2 separate regions of the Neogale vison genome follow, and region 1 is linked to region 2. The links are chromatin contacts, called in public Hi-C maps. All regions are on one chromosome and are shown on one strand. Each heading gives the region's core, a stretch centred on a gene start, on an enhancer-like site or on the middle of the called end of the contact. The rest is flanking DNA. Distances are from core to core; before and after follow the strand shown.

What was found. A called contact is a pair of places that touch in the nucleus more often than the background predicts.
Region 1: a Hi-C map of muscle shows a contact between it and region 2, with 6 times the contacts expected there. The contact joins the promoter of MXD3 here to the promoter of PDLIM7 in region 2. A contact is called at or near these places in 2 of 3 Hi-C or Micro-C datasets (fibroblasts and muscle).

What each region holds. Positions count from the first base shown.
Region 1 is chr1:251,497,216-251,504,479 of ASM_NN_V1, forward strand. MXD3 (max dimerization protein 3) reads left to right here and starts at 3,362. Exons shown (of 6, transcript XM_044228744.1): 1 at 3,362-3,520; 2 at 3,800-3,905; 3 at 4,590-4,619; 4 at 4,744-4,858. The coding sequence starts at 3,451.
Region 2 is chr1:251,333,656-251,340,332 of ASM_NN_V1, forward strand. It overlaps PDLIM7 (PDZ and LIM domain protein 7), which reads left to right and starts at 2,387. Exons shown (of 13, transcript XM_044228527.1): 1 at 2,387-2,453; 2 at 3,410-3,516. The coding sequence starts at 3,421.

The DNA.
Region 1 (7,264 bases), core at 2,112-4,611, 160 kb after region 2:
CAGCAGCTTAACCCACTGAGCCACCCAGGCGCCCTAAATAAATCTTTTTAAAGAAATAGAAGTTCCACCAAAAAAACCCCCAAGTTACTGGAATTAATAGATAAGGACATAAGCCATTATACATGTATGAAATAACTCACGGAAAAAGAATAACTTGGAGAGAGAAGGGGTATAATGAGTTGAAAAGTGTTTTTCAAAAATTTCAAAAATTCTTATCTAGAACCTCTGAATATGACCTAATTTGGAAATAGAGTCTTTAACAGATGTAATTAGGTAAGTTAACATGAAGCCCTAATATTGGGCCCTAATCCAGTGACTGGTGTCCTTCTGAGAAAGGGAAATTTGGACCCAGAGACACACAGGGGAGAAGGCCCTGTGAAGCTAGAGGCGGAGATTGAAGTGATACATTTACAAGCCAAGGAATGCCAAGGATTGCTGGCAGCCACCAGAAGTGAGGAGAGAGGCCTGGAACAGACTGTCCCACAGAACTGCCAGATGGAACGAACCCTGCTGAGCACGGAGTTTGGACTTTTGGCCTCCAGAACTGTTAGAGAGTATATTTCTGTTTTTTAAAGCCATTTATTTTATAGTACTTTGTTATGACCCTAGGAAATTAGTACATGGGGTCATGAGATATTCTGGGATATGGATAGAAAACTTTTTTAAAAAGCTCAACTGGAAATTCTAGATCTGAAAGATACAATGGCTAAAATAAAAACCACAGCAGATGGGCTAAACACCAAGTTGGACTTCACAGAAGAAAGAATAAGAGAACTTAAAGACAAGTAAATAGAATTTATCCACACTGAAGCAGAGAGATTAAAACAAACAAACAAACTAAAAACCACCTGAAGAAATGAACAACATTGCTTAGCATGGATATATTCTCAGACTGGGAAGGATACATGAAATTGGGATCAGAGTAAGAGAAGGAAAAAAATAGGACAGAAAAATGTTTGAAGAAAGAAAGACTGAAAAACTTTTCAGAAATTCACAACATTGTAAGCAAGACAAACACAAGGCAACCATACCCAGGTTGCCAGCTGAAAAACAAAGACAAAGAAAACTAAGAAGTAGAGGAAAAAGACACTTCTTCCTCCCCCCTCCCCACTGCCCTGCTTCCTGGGAGGTGGTGCTTCCTGTCCCTGTGGCTGGTGGCCTTGAGCTGTGTTCACAGGAGGCCTTGAGGCCAGCCTGACCGTAGTGTCCCTGCTGTTGCTAGCTCCAGTCCTGCCTGTGGCAGCTGCTAGGGTGAGGGCCACATCTTGGGGTGGTCACTCGGGTGCTCTTGCAGCCGCGCTCTCCCCTTGCACAGCGTGCAGTGGGAGCGTCTCTGGCTCTTCAGGTGGGCCTTGCTCCCTTCTGCAGGGAGCTCTCTTCCTTCAGAACCACTCTCCGCCATCTTCTCCCCCCTCCAGGGTTCGGCCTCCTGGGTCACCGATGTCTGAATAGCAGGTTTGCGCCTGTGGTGCGTGGGTGCTGACTTCAATGAAATAAAATTGGGAATTCATTCCCAAGCCTAGTGACAGCCTCTCTTTAGACATATCCGATTTTGGGTGGAGGTTTGGAGGACCAGTCGGCCTGTTGTGGGCCTTGTCCGCGTCTCTAGCATCAGCCTGCACTGTGCTCTTTGCTCTCTGTATTGCCTGCAGGTCTCCCAGAGACCTCCTATACAGAGATGACACCTGTTTAGCTGCTTGCCCAGAAAAACCTTCTCAGACCTCCCTGATCAGGACAGATGCTCCTTAGGACTTGCCTTCATGTTGTGTCTTTTCCTATGAGGACCTGTCAAAACTGTAACTCTGTTGTATGTGAGCTCTGCAAAGGCAGCCCTGTCTGGTTTTGCCCATTTTGTATTCTCCAGTCCTGGGCACAGAGCCTGGGGTCCAGGAACTGCTCTGCTACTATTGTGAGTGAGTGGATGAGTGAATGGGTGGACAGTTCCAGGCAGCATTTTGGCTGAGCGTGGCAGTGGTTCCGCTGGGAGTGATTCTTAGAGAAACCCAAAGGTTTTTTTTCCCCTGAGGACTGAACTGCCAAGTATCATGTTTCCCAGGACTGTCTCTTAATAAATAATCTAGTCCCTCTTAGCCATTTCTCACTCAGCCCCCGCCTGGCGATAATGCTCCACCCTGAAACAGCTGCTTTCATCTTCTGGTCTCCACCCTTAGACTCACTGTTCCTGCAGGTGTGGCCACACCTACTGGTGGCTACCCTTAGAAGTCACTGCATATACTTCTGTGGGAGGCTAAAAAGTCGTGTTAAAGAAGTGCTCCTGGACTCAGGCAACCAAGGGGCTCTGTGGGAGGAAGAAACCTGTGTCTGGTTTGCACTGGCCTCAGAAGTCAGCAGCTACAATGTACTGGGCACAGATGGGCAAGGGCTCTGATCCTGTGACAGTGCTGTCGTCACAGGGCTTCCTGAACATACAGGAGGGAGGTCACTTCCCGAGTCATACAGTTGAGAAGCAGCAGGGACAGGAGAGGAACCCAACTCTGTGGGCTCCAGAACCCTGGGCTCTTAGCAAGCTAGTTCGCCTGCTTCCAGAGTATGGCTTGGCTTGGGAAATTGGTACCCTACTGACAGTTTTTGTAGCCAGCAGTAGCTTCCCTGCAGATGACAAGGAGCAGGAGGAGCCAGGAGACTATTCCCCTTCATGACAATAGGAAGCTGAGGCCCAGTACGGGCATACAGGGGCAGATGGCAGGCCGGCGAGGGCACGGACCCTCGAGCGTAGGAGCGGATCTGCGCCCCCTCCCCCGGCGCCTGCGCACTGCAGCTCCGTTCCCCGCCCAACCCCGCCCCGATCGCCCGGGTTTTCAAATTTGAAACCTGCTCCTTTTCCCGCCTGAACGTGTTGACCATCGGAGGGAGAGGGCGGGGCCATACGCAGCCAATAGTGCCTCAGAAGCTCCCAGGCCCCGCCCTGAAGGTGACGGCAGCCAGCCGCAGGAAGCCTGGGGCAAATGGGTGAGGGTGCCCGCTGGCCCCGCCTCTGCGGCGCCCACGTGCAGCGACCGAGCTGGGCCCTCCCGGAGACCAAGGGCCCCCAGAGTACCATTTTAGGTGCAGAGCCTTCGCCATCAGCTTGGGACTGGAAACTGAGACCCTGATACACTTAGCAGCGCAGGATCGTTGAGCAAAATGGGCAAGACGCGGCCCCCTTTAGCACGGGGATTCAAAGGCTGAGCCTGGAACCGGCGCCCATAGCAGCCCCGGGAGTCTGAGGGGGGGGCGAGAGGGGCGGGCTCGAGGAGGTGGTTGGCTGTTCCCTGGCCCCTTTGGGGGAGGGGCGGGGCCAAGGGCTGGGCCGTCCCAGGGGCGGGGTGTCCCAGGGGCGGGTCCGGGTCCCTGTGTTTGTTGCACCGTGTCAGTTACATTGTAACAAAAGTGGTGCAGCCGCTCTTAGGGCCAGCACTCTTGGCCCGCCCGCCGTCAGCTGTCGCCGACATGGAATCCGTGGCCAGCAATATCCAGGTCCTGCTGCAGGCGGCGGAGTTCCTAGAGCGCCGTGAGAGAGGTGAGGAAGAACTCTTGGCGGGTCTCCAGACGGCAACCTCGCTGACACAGGCCTGGGCTGGACTTGGCTCCCAACAAGGATGGCATGCAGGACTTTAAGCAGTAGCCCCGGGGTACCCCGCCCTCAAGTTGTTGTTGGTGGGGGGGGGCCCGGGCTGTCGGACAGGGAGTGGTTGGGGAAATGGCCCTGGCACCAAAAGCCCTTCCCTGACCGTGACTTGTCAGGGGCGCCTGCTGGGACCAGCCCCAGGCTGAAGCGGGCTGGGGCTCTCTCTGGCAGAAGCCGAGCATGGCTACGCGTCCCTGTGCCCGCATCTCAGTCCAGGCCCAGTCTACAGGAGGAGGAAGCGATCCCCCCAAGCTTCTGGCGCGCTGGACAGTGGGCGGTGAGGAAGGCTGGGGATGGTTGGGGGAGGAGGGGGATGGGTGCCATCCCTCATGGGGCCTCACCTTTGCCCACTTCCTCCTTGTTGCTTGTATCTTCTGGGCCAGGTCCCCTAGTCTGGAGGCAATTCAGACCTCTCCTGCCATCTCCTTACTCCTCTCTGTTCATTCACGGACTATTTCTTGAGCACCCTGATGTGTCAGAAACCATAAACTTCAGGGAAAGAAGTGTCAGAAACCATAAACTAGAGAGTTCAGGGTCCTTCCACTCACACTCTTGCACTCTGCATCTCCACTCAATTCCCGTCCCCCCTCCCCCCAGACTTCTCTTTTCTCTTCTCATCCCTTTGCACATGCTAATCCCTCCAATTTTAAAGCCTCTCCCTCCACCACTCTACTTTGGGTAGCATGTTTCTGGCCCAGCTCAACTGTCACCTCTGTTTGAGAAGCAGTTCCTGACTGCTGGTCAGGGGGCCTCGTTTGGACCCCACAACCACTGGGCAGGCCTCTCAGCATTTGGCTTGGTATCTCTGCCTCTGCCGGCGGGCTCCAGTGCTCAAGGCTGGTACAAGGGCCCCACATTAGGCTAGTTTGGGGCCCACATCTCTAGTGGATTTTAAGTCCCTGGGACTGAGGGTGTGGGTAGTAGCTGACGCCCCCTCACCTGTCCTCCCTGGCATTGGCAGGTCTGTGCACAACGAGCTGGAGAAACGCAGGTGAGTCCCAGCTTTGCCCTGACAGCACTGGGCCCCAGGAACCATCTGCCTCTGGCCTTCCCTCCCCTGCTGTCTGGCCAGCAAGGCTAGGCTGGCACTGCCCTCCAGACCCCTTCCCCCGCAGGAGGGCCCAGCTGAAGCGGTGCCTGGAGCAGCTAAAACAGCAGATGCCCCTGGGGGCTGACTGTGCCCGCTACACCACCCTGAGCCTTCTGCGCTGGGCCAGGATGCACATCCAGGTAAAAAGTTCCTGCAGTGCCCTGCAGCCAGCCTTCCAGAATTGTGAGATGTGTAGTGGGGAGGGGCTACGTGCAACTGGGGAGAGAGGCCTAAGGTAATAGCCCAGCAGTGAGACATGGGACAGTTTTCTGTGCTTTTGGCTTCCACTGTGTTAAGTAGGAAAAAAAGCAGAAAACAACTCAAGAGGATTGTTCTGAGGCTTAAGTGAGTTTTCCCAATAAATGTTCATGGTTATTAGGGCTATTATCAATTCAGTCCTAACTGAAGTCACTCAGGCTCTCTGGACTTGGTTTCCCTCTCTCTACAGATGGGTATAGCTGTTGAAAACATTCTGATGTGTTCCATGTCAGGGTCCCTAGGACTGCAGAGGTTTCCGCTTTCCCATCCTTCCAAGGCCTCCAGTTCTGAGCCGTCTATTCTCATGCCATTTTGGGAGGCAGTGCTAAAGGCCAGGAGAGGAGAAGGACAGAGGAAGCCAGTCACTCCTCCTCCCAGCATCCTTCTGTGGCCTGGGCTATGCTCAGTGCCCCCTGGTGGACAGGAGTGGGGTGTGCGGGCTCATGCCCCACGCAGACCCAGATTGGGGGCGGGGGCGGAGCAGGGAACTAAAAGTGGCCTTTCCTGCCACTTTTAGTGGCATTTTCCTGCCCTCCTGACCCTCTTCACAAAGAAATGGGGGCATGGCTAGGCCAAGGACCGAGGTGCACAGCTAATGAGAGGCAGAGTTATAACCCAGGCCCAAGTCTCCTGCCTTGCAGTTTCCTTCAACAGGTGTTTATCAAGCACCTGTTCTAGGTTCCAGGGGCTGTGGCAGATCCCAGATCCATGTGCTATGCAGCAAATCAATCCCAGTGCAGGGACTGTCAGCTCTGCCCCACAGTACCCGCGTTCACTCATTGTGCTGAAGAACACCCTAGCCTGGTAGCTGGCCTGTTTCTCACCTGGAGCTCTCCTGGCCTGATTCTTGGAGAGCTGATGTGTGCCCTGTGGGGACTGGCTGGGCCATGGGCAGACCTGGAGATTGCTCCTTCCTTGAGGCCCTATCACCCCTCCCAAGATAGGGCCCTTGAGGCCCTAACTCCCTGGCCTCCTGTTTTGCCTCTTCTGGGCTGCCCTCCACATTGCCCTAGCATGTAATGTGGAGCACACAGATCTGTCCAGGTTGGTTTCCTGCTGGAAAATTTCCATGGCTCGTGCATGATAGGACAGTCTCAGTTCCTTACTTCCTATGAAACTATAGGCCCTTCACAGCCCAGGTGTTGCCACTGGTCTGCTTTAGATCTCTTTTTTTTTTTTAAAGACAAGAGATATTTATTGAAATCAGCAAACTCAGGTTTTTCGAGCCCCAGCCCATGGTCGCAGTCCTGTCCCTGTCCCCTCTCCCCCATAGCCACAGCACAGGGAATGGAAAAGAGGAAGCTGAGAGAGAAGTCCCCGCCAGGGGCAGACTGCCTCCATGTGTGGGGACGGCAGCCCAGCCGGGGCCCGTGGCCACCGCCACAGGCCTCTCCCTATAAATTAAGTCCCTGCAGCCCCAGCTAAGGGGCGAGGCGAAGGAAGGCCAGAAGGCAGGGTCTCGGACCCCCAGCCAAGGAACAGATTGAGGGCAGAGCTCAGGGCGGAAAGAAGCCAAAGGAAAAGAGAAGAGGTATGGGGCTGCAGGGTGGCAAGGCCCCCCACTTTTGGTCCCAGGAGGAAGGAGGCCAGTTGGTCCAGTTTTGGTGGGTTTGAAGAAGGGAATGTATTAGTAAGCACGGGGTGGGGGGGCCTGCCACCGGGCACCCCAGAGGAGGCAGGCCGGGCCCCCACCCTGGCCAAGGGAGTCTGAGTGTCTTCCCACGCCCTACCAGAGAAGTTGAATCCTCCATGATCTTCCCAGTTTCCCTCTGCTTGGATGCTGCTTCTTGCCCCATCTTTGCCTAGGCAGCTCTTACTCATCTTTCTACACCCAGTACAAATGTCCCCTTGTTCAGTTCTTGTTGACTGAATGTAGGCTTCTGCCCAGCCAGGGCTCTGGTGGGAGAACCCTTGGCACTCCCTAGACCCCAGGCTGGCAGAGTGTGAGGGGGATTAATGCTAAAGTTCTAGGCTTCCTGGGAGGGTCTTAATCAGGAGTCACAAACCTGCAGGCTTTGGTCTGTAGTTTCTAAAAATTTAAATTAGCTGCCAGCATTTAAAAGGATATTTGACATGGAAAAGTCTGACTTTCAGCTTTTCTTAAACTGGGCAATGTGGCGGTGCTAGGCCCGTTAGCATATGTCTGTAACCAGTTAGAACCTAGAGGGGGGCCACCTCCTTGAGCTGTAGGGCCCACTTGCCACCATGTCACAGGCCTCCCCGGTCCCTGCTGCTTGCCATGGAAAGACTCTCATCACTTGATGAGGCCCTGACCGCCCCTGAGACTG
Region 2 (6,677 bases), core at 1,137-3,636:
AGATCTGAACAAAGTGAGAGAGCCTGTTGTTTAGGTAGCAGGGGAAACTGTTCCAAGCAGAAGGAGGTACAAGTACAAAGTCCCTGGGGCAGGAATATGCTTGACGTGCTGCAGGAACAATGAGGAGGCTGGAGTGGCTGGGGTAGAGTGAACAAGGAGGGGAGCGGTGGGAGGTACACTCAGCAAGGAGGGGATCAGTGGGAGGTAGACTCAGCTTATTAATGTCATGTACATCTTAAGGACCTTAGTTTTATTTCAAGTGCAACATGAGCTTACTGGAATGCTGAAAGCTGAGTGTGATGTGGTGTGATTTTTGCTTAAAAAATGTCACAGCTGCTGCATGGAGGTTCCGGGTTAGGTAAGGGTAGAAGCAGGAAGATCTTTTAGGAGACCGTTAAGGTGTCCAGACACAAGACGAATGGCTGGAACAACAGTGGCAGCGGTGACCAAATATGGAACATATTCTGAAGGTGGAATTTGTAGAATTTAGGGTATAACAGAGAAAGGAAGGATAATGTCATAGTTTTTTAGTGAATCAGGTGGATGAATGGTGATGTCATTTACTAAGGTGAGGAAGAAATTAGGGAGGTGGAAAATCACAAGTTTAAATTGGGATATGATTAGTTGAGGTATCTGGTAGACCTGTAAACAGAGGGTGGATACGATGTTCTATAACAGAACCTGGAATTTTGGGAAGGGGGGTCAGGACTGGACATATAACGTGGGAGTCCTTGGCACATAGATGTTACTGATAATCACAGGACAAGATGGGGTCCAGGCGAATGAATGTAGTGAGGGAACATTTCATGGCCATGTTGGGAGGCAGATGCAGGGCTGTCAAGGGAGGTGGAGAAGGGATAATCAGTGTCAGGAGGAGGCATGAAGCCAGGGGCAAAGGGGAAGGCACCTGGGCCTGTGCTACTCCCACGCAGGGTAAAAGGAAAGCTGACAAATCACCATTGACTTGATAACTTGGAGATCACTGGAGACCCCGAAAAGAGGGAATTAATTTAGAGGGCTGGTGGAATCAAGGGCCCGAGTGGAATGAGTCCAAGAAAGAGCAGGAGGAAAGCAAGTGCAGTTGTCTATAGCAAGGGCAGTTGTCTATAGGGCTATAGACAACTCCTTTGAGAAACTGTACTCTCAAAAGGACAGAATAAGGGACACCTGGCTAAATCGGTTAAGCATCTGCCTTTGGCTCAGATCATGATCCCAGGATCCTGGAATCCTGTATCCTGGGAGTCTGTTCAGTGGGAGTCTGCTTCTCCATCTCCCTCCCAGCTCGCTCTCTCTCTCTCTCTCTCTCAAATAAATAAAATCAATTTTTTGAAAATGGAGTAAAATAGAAGAGCAATAATTGGAGGGGAGGTGGGGTCAAGAGAGGATTTCTTTAAAGGTAACTCTTACAGCAGTCTATGTAGTGAGGGAAATGATGCACAAAAGAGGGAAATGTGATGATGGCAGAGGGGGGAGAAGAGCAGCCCCGTGCCCTAGAAGGAACAGAGGGGTAGATGCCTATTCACTCAGCCACACACTGCTGTTTCTGCTCCATTTCCCCTGCCACCTGTGCTAGCTGCCTGAGATGACCACTAGGGACAAAGTGAGGTCTCTAACACCTCTGCTAGAGTCACTCACTCTCTTACATCCCCACTGCAGGCGCTGCCTTCTCTGGAGTGGGGTACCAGGCAACAGAACATTTCAACAGTGTGGAGTCATTACAAAGCAAAGGGATGTTGACTGCCTGGGGTCAGGCTCAGATTCCAGCCAGGGTCCCCTTCCAATTCTGTCCTCTCTTGCCATTATTTTCTGCCGTCTGTAGAGTTTTACAAACCTAACTTCAAGATCCCCTGTCCCCATCCCAACTAACTCCACCTAGAGGTGTTGCACACCCGCAAGTCCCTCCGATCTAGAAATTCTGGAGACGCCGATGACTTGCACCCTATGCCAAACAATGCATATCCTCACGATGGACCTGCAAGGTTAGTATTATTGCCCCATTTTTTCCGAGGAGGAAACAGATTCAGGATGTCCAGGTCCGCTTGGTTTCGAAGGCCGCTTTCTTTCTGTTCGGCCAGAAGGAGGCGCAAGGGGCTGGGCGAGCTTCTCGCAGGCTCCCAAACGAGTTGACCTGAAGCCCAGTCCCCGCCCACATCCCGTCCAGACCCCGCCCAGGCTCCGCCCCGCCAAGGGTGTCCCCGGCAGGCCAGACCTTCCAGCTCAAAGCAAAACGGGACTTCGTGATTGGGCGGGGCAGAAGGATTGGGTGTGGCTTCCCTGTCGTAGAGCAGCCGCTCGCGGGCGTGACTTTAACGGGGCGTGGCCTATGGTTCCGCCCCCTACCGCGGGCTCAAAGCGGGCGGCGGCGGCGGGGGCGGGGTCAGAACACTGGTGGTGGATCCCAACGAGGCACTTTGGGGCCAGCCACCGAGCAGCGCCTCGGCGGGGCCGAGCAGGTACTGGCGACCGCGCGGGCGTCTCGGGCTGGGCCAGGCTGAGGGCAAGAGCCTGCTGGGGACCACGGAGGGCAATGGGGTCCGGGCCAGCGCTGCGCTTCCTCTAGCGAACTTGGGCCCCTGCCTCCGCCCCCGCCCCCGCCTTCCTGCGGCGAAGCCGGCTGCGGCAGAGCAGATTGGCGCCTGCGCTGCTTCCTGCGCCCGGGACTCGGCCAATGCATGGGGCCCGGGCGGCGGACGGGGGAAACTGAGTCACGTCCGGATGCTACTAGGCCTGTGTAGGAGGCGCCACCCCAGCTGGGCTCCAGGATGAGTCCCCTATCTGGCCACGCTTTGGGGTCCTAGCCCTCACCGATTTCCGCAGGGGCCACGGCCCCGCCCGGTCTTTCCCAGCGCCCGGGGGTCGTCATCAGCCTCGACCCGTCCGGGAATGGCTAGGACCCGCTCCAGCCGCCTCCCTTTCCACCCCTCCCCCTCGCGTCCCGAGCCCCTGTGTGCTCCCTCCGCTGGCTCCGCAGTGTCAGCTTACACGCCTTATATAGTCCGAGCAGGCTTCAGCGCGGCCTGCCTGTTGGGACCTGGGGGCGGGGGAGAGGAGCGCCCGGCCCCTGACTCACCCGCAGTCTGTCCGAGGCTTAAGGCTGGCTTGGGGGGAGCCCGTGTCAAATTAGCCCTGCGGCCCATTTGTGCATGATAAGAACCTCAAGGCTGAATAAGGGGAACCCCTCATCATCTCAGTCACTGGGGGAGGGGAGTTGCCCCTGCCTTCCCAGAATGAGGTCTGCCAGCCAGAAACCCAGCCACACCTGACAAGGTGCCCGCCTACAGGGGCCCTGGCTGTGTCAATGGCTGCTCGGCTGCTCGTGCCTTCCTGGCACCAGTCCACAGCTGGTGTCCAGAGCTGGGCCTGCCTGCTCCCCCATCATGGTGTCCACTCACCTTTTCTTTTCTCCCAGGAGCAGGCACCATGGAGTCCTTCAAGGTGGTGCTGGAGGGGCCTGCACCTTGGGGCTTTCGGCTCCAGGGGGGCAAGGACTTCAATGTGCCCCTCTCCATCTCCAGGGTGAGCCAACGTTGGGGGAGAAGCTCCCCCAGGAGTCTTTGGGTGCTCAGGTCTCTGATGGGTGATGGAAGGAGTCTGAGCAGAAGTGAGCCAGGTCCAGTAGAGCAGGAGGTATCTGGCTCCAGAGATGTGGCAGACACCTGCCACAAAGGCTCCCAACTAGGTGGGTACTGGGAGAGGAGCATCCATGGTTCCCCAGCACTGCTCAGTACTTGATGCCGTTCAACAGAACTCCTGGGGCCACCTCTGAGGCCCCAGGGGAGATGCCCATTCTGCAGGAGGGAAGCCTGAGGTCTCTGGGAAGTATCTAAGCTGCTTGAAGGAGCAATGCTTGGAGCTAAATCCCAGCCAGGGCACTCTTGACTGCAGGATCTCACTTCAGCGCCATTGCCACCCAGGGTATAGCAGTTGTCATTCTTTTTTCCCAGATGTGGGAACTCAGGGCTCAGAGAGGTAGAGGGGCCTTTACAGTGATTCCTTGGCAAAGAAGGGCTTGGAATTCAGGCACTGGGATAGTCTGCAGGGTTTTTTTTTGGGGGGGGGGCACTTTCAGCCTCTGTGAAATTTGTCCATCTTCATCCATTGGTCCTATGCGAGATGCAGTGGCCCCTGACCCAAATCAGGGGTATGGGATCTAGGGTTCTAACTTCAGCTTCTGAGCCCCTGCCCTAGAAGGGGTGGAGCTGGGGCTGGCTCCTCCCTGTGGCAGGGGGATTGCCTTATAAGCCCAAGAATGCAACCCCATGCTGGGAAGGCCAGCTGGTGACTAGAGTCCACAGAACTGAAAAAAGCTGGCTGGGGCCTAAACCCCTAAATGCCGTTGGTGGGCCCCTCAGCTGGTGACCACGAGGACATGGCTCCAACTGTAGTAGGGTCAGTTGTGGGATACAAAGAGGGTGCCCAGAGAGAATGAGGCCAGCCCTTAGACTGGTGTCTGTGGCCTGGGGGTCAGAAGGGGGCGGGGACTTCCTGCCCCCACATCCGCCTGTCCAGAGAGGCCCACCCAGGCGCCCACTGGGCAGGCAGCTGTTGGCAGGAAGCCCAAGGCAAGCACAGCCTGGAGGGGGCCAGAAGGTTGTCCAGGCACTGCCCAGCTTGAGAGGGCCCCCAAGGCCAAGTCTGTCTGTGGGAATCGGGCTTGGTGGCCAGGGCAGGCGGGTGGTCACTGTTCTTTCCAGGAACCTTTCTGTGGGATTCCCCTGGAAACTGCCCTGCCAGCTGGGTAGCTTAGGTCTCCTGACTACACAAACCCAACCCTACATAATTGTCAAGCTTTGCTAGCCCTAAAAACATATTCTGTATCCCCCTCTCTGGGAAAGTGCTAGCCCATGTGGCTGGGGAGCTGTAGGCCTTGGCTGGACTCAGACTCAGTTTCTTCATTGGAGGGGATGGGCAACATAATAGCCTGAGGGATGGACTTTAGGATGTGGCCTGTTGGGGGCACTCTGGGTCTGAGCTCCCTTGTCAGCGGCCCTAGCTGTGGGTGGGGCCACAAGCTGAGCCCAAAGCTGGAGTTGGACCTAAGCCCTGGTGGGTGGGCGGGTGGGGTGGTCTTTTCTGAGTTGGGCCAGCCCTTCCCTCTCCCCTGACCCCAGGGAGGAGGGAGGGGCTAGGGCTGGCTGTGGGCCCAGGCCTGGGAGATGAGGTAATGTCTGAGACTTGGGGGTTGGGCTGCTCATTAGAGCCCTCAGGCTGACTCACCCCCACCCTTTGCAGTGTCCAGCTCTCTGGCTTTCCCCCTCCTTGACTCGGGCCTTCTTGTCTCTCCAGCCCCCCACCTCACACCCAGCAGGGTTTTCTCCTGCTTCCCTCTCCACTTCTCTGACCACTCCTCTATCCCTTTTGTGCTTCCTGTCCTCCTCACTCAGGAAAGGAAGTAGTCCCCAGATCCCCACCCCTCCCTGGGAGCCAGCTGCTCCTGCTCACCCCCAAGACCTCTACCTCAGGCTTAGCCCACACATCCCAGGAGCCAGCTTGTGTGGGTAGGGAGTGGCTGGACCAGGTTTCCCTTCTACTGACTCATCATGACCTTGAGTAAGTCACTTCCTTTCGAGATTGTCACTTCTCTATGCTTGTTATAACGGGCTGTTGGATTGAACTAAAAGCGAGAAAGAAGATCTAGGCCCCAGACCCGACCAGGGGTTTAGGGAATTGTTCTAGGTAGGCTGACCTCTGAGTTGGGTCCCAACACTCAGCAGAGGTAGTATATTGTAGTGAAGCCTTCGGGTCAGGGTCAGCCCTGGCTTTGCCTCTTACTAATGGAGTGGCTTGAGGCAAGTTACATAAACTCCCTTTTTTCCCGTGTGTAAAAGGCATATAATCTCTGACTCTACTCCACAGGTTGTTGGAAGTGTCAGTATTAGCATGTGACAGTATTAGGTTTTCGATAAATGTCAGTTGCTCTTCTTACCATTTAGCAGATGAAGGAGGCACCCAGCTGTCTTTCCCTTCTAACTTCCCAAGCATGAAATAGACCCAGTTCTCCCCTCTTGCCGCTGTGCTGCATCTGGTCTCTCTGCCTTCTGGAAATGTCTCTAGAACCTCCTACCTCCCCTCTCCCTGCCTCAACTCAGTCTGTGCATCAGCCCACCTGAGGAGCCTCCTGGGCCACAGGCAGCCAGTACCTCTCAGTCCTACCCTCCAACCTATGAAATGTGAATTGGCCTTCCAGTTGGCCTGTAGAAGTGTACTTAATGCTAGGTCCCTTGCCAGATGCCCCGGCAGCTCTGTGGGCTGGACCCACGAACAGCTGCATCATCCTTTCTGAGGGGCTAGAGGGCTAGAAGCGCCCAGTGGGGTTTGTCAGGGTTACCTCTATCAGGGCCCTGAGAAGTACCCCACTGGGGCTTTCCAAGGCCTGATGGCCCCTCCTAACCTCAGGGCCAAGTCCTGCTTCCTTCATGACTGTCTCAGTTCATGCTGGTGGTGACCATTACTGCCAGCCCCCTACTACCCCTTGTTTTTCATAGGAACCAGGGATTCCCAAGGCAGAGCCCGAAGGACTGGGGGAGAGGGTGATGTGGCGTTCAAAGGCTTCAGGGTGACACTCATTTACAGCCCTAGCTGACACCTTGGGCCCCCTTCAGTCACTTCACGGGGTACCTGGGCCTATTCCTGGCTCTCAGAGGGTCCTGGCAGATCCCTGCAGATGGCCCCAGGAC